Linked DNA regions of Sus scrofa: region 1 is linked to region 2. Evidence: chromatin contacts called from public Hi-C data. All regions are on one chromosome and are shown on one strand. The core of a region is the stretch at or near the end of the contact, and the rest is flanking DNA. Distances in the headings are between cores, read along the strand shown. Region 1 holds the start of MAP2K7 (dual specificity mitogen-activated protein kinase kinase 7). Region 2 holds the start of ELAVL1 (ELAV like RNA binding protein 1).

What was found. Hi-C and Micro-C count contacts between places; a contact is called where the count stands out from the background.
Region 1: a contact with region 2 is called in a Hi-C map of skeletal muscle, with 4 times the contacts expected there. The contact joins the promoter of MAP2K7 here to the promoter of ELAVL1 in region 2. A contact is called at or near these places in 3 of 5 promoter capture datasets (fetal liver, fetal skeletal muscle and liver), 15 of 47 Hi-C or Micro-C datasets (alveolar macrophages, blood, brain and 9 more) and 2 of 2 datasets of contacts at active chromatin or transcription factors (alveolar macrophages and skeletal muscle).

The regions. Positions count from the first base shown.
Region 1 is chr2:71,307,120-71,309,843 of Sscrofa11.1, forward strand. MAP2K7 (dual specificity mitogen-activated protein kinase kinase 7) reads right to left here and starts at 1,313. Exons shown (of 11, transcript XM_003123197.5): 1 at 817-1,313. The coding sequence starts at 940. It also overlaps a transcript of LRRC8E not described here.
Region 2 is chr2:71,205,643-71,208,532 of Sscrofa11.1, forward strand. It overlaps ELAVL1 (ELAV like RNA binding protein 1), which reads left to right and starts at 1,499. Exons shown (of 6, transcript NM_001195334.1): 1 at 1,499-1,625. It also overlaps a transcript of CCL25 not described here.

The DNA of each region.
Region 1 (2,724 bases), core at 63-2,562, 100 kb after region 2:
TGGGTGTGGGAAAGGAAGTCACTTAATTCAAGGTGACAAAACTACTACGCGTGTGAGTTGGGTGTGTATTTCTGGAGGAGCTGGAAACAGTCACCAAGATGGTGACAGTGAAACCACTCAGAGAAGTATGAGGAAGGGCGGTGTAGACTGGGGGTAGGCTGCATGTGGGAGGGGGTCTGCTGAGCCTAATGACAAGATCCCAGAGTGCAAAAGAGAGAGCTACTGACAGAGTCACAAGGAGGAAGTGGGAGAATCATCTGATCAGAGAAACAAGCGGTGATTATATGTGGTCAACTGACTTTAGGTGTCCCCAGGCCAGGTGTGGGTGTGTGTGTTAACTCAAGGACCTAGGTGCTGGACGAGGGGAGGGGACCTCTTGACACAGTCACTGACATGCGGGAGTGGAATCAGGTGGTGAAAAGGGTTGTGTACACGTTTGCGGAGGAGCTAGATGTGGTCACGGTAGCAGGGAGTAGGAGGAGCTCGGCTTAGAATAGGTGAATGAGGCTCCGAGGATCACGGTGACGGGAACGGGTCATCAGGTGGGGGGTCTTCGCCTGGAGCCGGGCAGCTAGGCTCCCAGGCCCCATAAGGGGAAACTCCCCAGACAGGGGGAGTAATGCCCGGGAGCTCGCCAACCCCATGCCCCTGGGTCAACGTGACCCTCTCCCGGCGAGCAGACAGCGGGGAGTGGGGCGGAAAGGAGGAGGAGCAAGAGCGCCCCGGAAGCGGGGGCGGGGCCTGGCGGCGGGGGCGGGGCCTCCCGCGGCGCGCGCCCCGCCCCGCCCGCCCCCTCCCCCACGCCGCCCTGCTTACTGGGCCTGGGCCGCTGGGGGCTGATATCCAGGTTGAGGTCAATCCTCCGCCGGGCCTCGCGGTTCTCCTGCTTCAGCTTTGCCTCCAGGCGGGACAGCTTCTGCTCCAGGGAGGACGCCGCCATCTTCCCCGCCGCCGCCACCGCGCACCGCCCGGCCACCCGTCAGTCCGGCAGACAAACACCGCACTGCGCCTGCGCTCGGTTGACCCCGCCGAGCCGCCGTCTCGCTCCGCACGGCGCATGCCCGCGGTGTGCACCCGCCCTCCCCTCGTGCGAACCTCCGCGCTTGCGTGCTTCGTCCTAGCCGGAGGGATGCCGCCACCTAGAGCTCGCGGCTGGCAACGTGCAAGTCCTCGCCAAGTGATACGCACGCGCGAATTCCCGTGCGCTCCGGCTAGAGGCGCTGTGTGGAAACCCACTTACACATTCCGCAAAGAGCGGTGGGCGGAGAAAGCCGCGCGCAAGCGTACAGAGGGGGAGAGGAGGTCTTGCGTGTGGCAGCTGCTGCGCATGCGTAGCCTTGGCTCTGTTCCTGGCCTCTGTCCCGGGTGGTCGCCCGGGGTGTGTCCTAATCCTTCTTTCCCTTCCCTGCGCGGCCCTCGCTGGCACCCGCACCCTCTCAGAACCGCCTTTCTTGTCTTGGACAGTACTTCATTGGGATCCCTGTTATACTTAATTGCTGCCTCCTTACCATAATTAGGCAGCCGTGGGAAGCCCTTTCCATTTCAACAGGCTCAGGGTTGGCCGAGGGCTTGCAGGAGGGGCGGAGTAAGGCTCAGGCTACTGTCGGGGCCCTGGGAATCCAGCAGCGTGACTCCTGATCTCTGCAACGGGAGCCAAGGACAAGGGCAGAGAGTACCAAATCAGACTTCTGTGGGACATTTTAAGGCTTCCTTCATTCACTCTGCCTCCATCCTGGACAATGCAGAAAATAGGCCCTGAGGCTAGATGCGTCTGCCAGGCGCCTTTGTGCCTTTAACTGATCTGAAGAGTGCTGGGGAAATGTCCCCATCTGGAACCCCAGGTCCCGCTGGAGAGCTTGCCTCTTCTCCCTGGTGCCAGGAGGAGGCTCGCATTTTGCAGACTCCACGGAGGTGGCGATCTCAGGAGGCCAGGGTTGGTCAGGCTGTGTCATTGCCCTGCTGGCTCCGGCACAGGAACACTGTGATGGGCTTTAAAGGCTTTTAAGGACTCCTCTGGTGACAACTTTTGGGTGGACCAGATCCAAATCTATGGAGCCAGGGGAATAACAGGGAAGGTAAAGGAAGAGCAGTTCTCCAGGGAAAAAAGCTAGGCAAAGGATGCCACTGATTTTTTTCTAGTTAGCAGAGCTCTCTCTGCCTCTGCTACCAGTACAGAAAAACATATACCCTTGATTCTGGCACATGTCTGTCACCACTTGCCTGTACTTGGTCTGGTGAAACCAAAGGCTTAGAGAGGAGTGGACACAAGAGATCGGAGTTATAGTTCTCATAATTAGTATTATTTATTAAGCACCCAACAGCATACCCTGCTTCACAGAGGGAACTCTTTTTTGACTTTTTAGGGTGCACCTGCATATGGAAGTTCCCAGGCCAGAGGTCTAATCGGAGTTATAGCTGCCGGCCTATGCCACAGCCACAGCAACACCAGATCCATTAACCCACTGAGCGAGGCCAGGGATGGAACCTGCGTCCTAATGGATACTAGTCGGGTTCGTTACCACTGCGCCACCACAGGAACTCCCACTTAGGGAACATTTGAAGATCCAAGTCCCCGCCTGTCCTCAGGAAAATGTACCCTCCACAGCAGGTTTGTTTGGGTTTTTTATTTTGTTTTGTTTTTTGCCACACCTGCAGTGTGTGAAAGTTCCCTGAAGGAGATACTGAACCTGTGACACATCAGCAACCTGTCACTGCAGTGACAAT
Region 2 (2,890 bases), core at 249-2,748:
GAATCCCAAGTTGCTGTGGCTGTGGTGCAGGCTGGCAGCTGTAGCTCCAATTTGGCCCCTAGCCTGGGAACTTCCATATGCCATGGGTGCGGTCCTAAAAAGCAAACAACAACAACAACACCCCTCAGTTCTTCAGTACCATGTGCCACCAGCCACATGTCAACTGCCCAAAAGCCACATGGAGCTGGTGATTATTAAATGAGACACTGCTGATTAAAAGGCATGCCCATGATGGGAGAAAGTTCTGTTGGATAAACATGACACTATACTACACTATGATTATTTTTTCAGTGTTCTTGACTCTTTCTGGTCCTTCTGCAGATCCTATTGTCTCAATCTTCCTAACAGTCCTCTTTCAAACTGAAATCCCCACATTCCTCACCTATGCCCTCTGTCCAATTTACTTTTCCTCTTACCACTTTTCACCACTGTGTGTGGAATCCACTTGATTTCTTTTCTGCCTCCTCATCTAGCACTGCACGGTCTCATACAGTAGTCACTGGCAACTGCGCTGTTGAGCCCTTGAAACGTAGCCAGTCCAACTTCAGAAGCGCTGTGAGTGTAAAAAAACACCAGATTTCAAAAGCACGTAAAGAAGGAAAAAAAAAAAAAAACATAAAAAGATCTCAGAACTTTTTATATTGGTTACATGTTGAAACAGCTTTTTGGACATAAATTGGGTTCAATAAAACACATCATTAAAATTAACATCTCCTGTTTCTTTTTATTTTTCCCCCTCTAGCATGGCTATAAGAAACGTTAAATTACTCATGTGGCTAACATTTGTGGTACGCTTATACCGCTCTTGGACAGAGCCAGCCTAGAATGTCAACCAAATAGAGGCAGGTATTTTGGCTAGTTCACTGTGCACACATTGACTGGCACGTAGTAGGCACTCAATTAAATTTTAATGAATGGGTGTTAGGCTGAGCATCGGGGTAAACTGCTAGCTCTGATAAGCAACACTGATGGAACGCTGACGGCATCCCATGCCCCGCCTACTCATTACACCAGATAAGGAAACTGAGGCCCGCCGAGGTGACGTCAGCCCCTGCCCAAGGGTACGTAGTGCGGAAACGCTGGGGCCAGGATTCGAACCCGAGTCCTGCCTTTACAGTCCTGGTGCACTGACCGCTCCTACCTTGTAGGGTGGTAACGGTGGCCGCGGCGGCGGTGGGACACATAGGCTCGAGACACACAAAATGCCCCCGATAAAGGGCGCGGCTCTTCGGTCACCGCCTTCCGTCGGCCGCCGTGGGCCAAGCCCCAACTGGCCCCCTCCGCGGCCATCGCCGGCCACCCGCGTCTCTGCCTGCCGCCGAGCCCTTCTCAGGCGGCGCCAGCCGGAAGTCCCGCCTCCGCCGCGCGCCCCGGGGCGCCGCGACAGCAACGCCGGCCAACGAGAAGCGCGCAGTGGCGGACGCTGGCCAATGGGTGCGCGCGTCGGGGGGGCGTGTCCGGGCCGCGGGCCGGAGCGGGTCGTGCGCGCTGAGGAGGAGCCGCCGCCGCCGTCGCCGTCGCCGCCGCTGCCGCCACCGCTACCGAGGCCGAGCGGAGCCGTTAGCGCCGCGCCGCCGCCGCCCGCCCGACCCGGAGCAGCCCCGGGCCATCCCGCCCGCGTCCAGGTGAGGCGGGGGCCTTCGGCGGCGCTCGACGGGGTAGGCCGCGGCAGGCCTGAGCTCGCCTGGCCGGGCCGCGGGCGCTCGCGGGCCTGCACCGGCCGAGGCCCAGGCCGCGCGGGGCTGGGAGGGGACGCGCACGGGCCTCGGCGAGCTGGCGAGGGCCGGCCGCTGTGGGCGCCGGCGACAGGCCCCGGGCCGGATTCCTTGGCCGCCGCGAGGGCCGAAAGAGGGGGACGCGGCGTGGGCACGCGCCTGGCGGCCGGGCTCCACGGCCGGGCCGGGGTAGTCTTGCAAGCCGGCTATCCGGGGGCGGGAGAGCGAAGCCAGAGACGAGGGAGTCGGGTGAGCGCCTTCAGCGCGCAGAGGTCACGGCCCACGGGCACGCTCCCCGGGGAAATCCTATACATTCTTTTGTGGTCGTTGTCAGAGGACCGCGGCCGATCTGAGGTCCTTTTAGAAGTGTGCAAACCCTTCACTATGTATGAGGGTCGAAGAAAAATATATATTTATGGACGCCATCTCTAACAAAGCTGTTTTTGAGGCGTGGGACGTTTGGGTTTGTAAAATTGTGTGTGTGTGTAAAACATAAACTGCACGCAGTTGAACAATGGAGGATGGATGTTCTTCCTTTTCCGGCGTCCTCCGCTGCTAGGCTTATTAAAATGGGTTCTAATACCTACTGTTTGTAGGGCATGTGGGGAAGAACTTCTGCAGGCCCTGCCCCTGGAGGAACAGAGCCCCCTCCCCTTTACTGAAAGTATTCCTGTGGAATCCTGAGAACCAATGTCCAGAAGTGGGACGATGGGGAGGAGGATTCAAGGGTTTTCAACCTTGGCGCTACTGACATTTGGGATCTGATCATTTTTGGTTTGTGGGGGAGGGCTGTTCTGTGTATGGTAGGATGCTGAGTAGCATCCCTGGCCTCTACCCACGAGACGCCAGCAGCATCCATGTCCCCTAGTTGTGAAGATCAAAAATATCTTCAGATGTTGCTGAAAGTATCTCACACACACACACACACACACACACACGCGCGCGCGCGCGCTTACACATGTGAGAACCACCACTGGACTAAATGATATTACCCTAAAAGTTCCCTTAGCCCCATCTCTGATGCCTTGGAACGGAAGGCTCCCAAAACGTTGAACAGATTCAGCTGTGGGAGCCTTCGTTTTCTTATCTATGAAACAGGACGGATGAGAATATTGCTGTACAGATATTAAGGATGTGGGAAACCCCAGCATTGTGTGTGACCTGTGCCTGGTAGG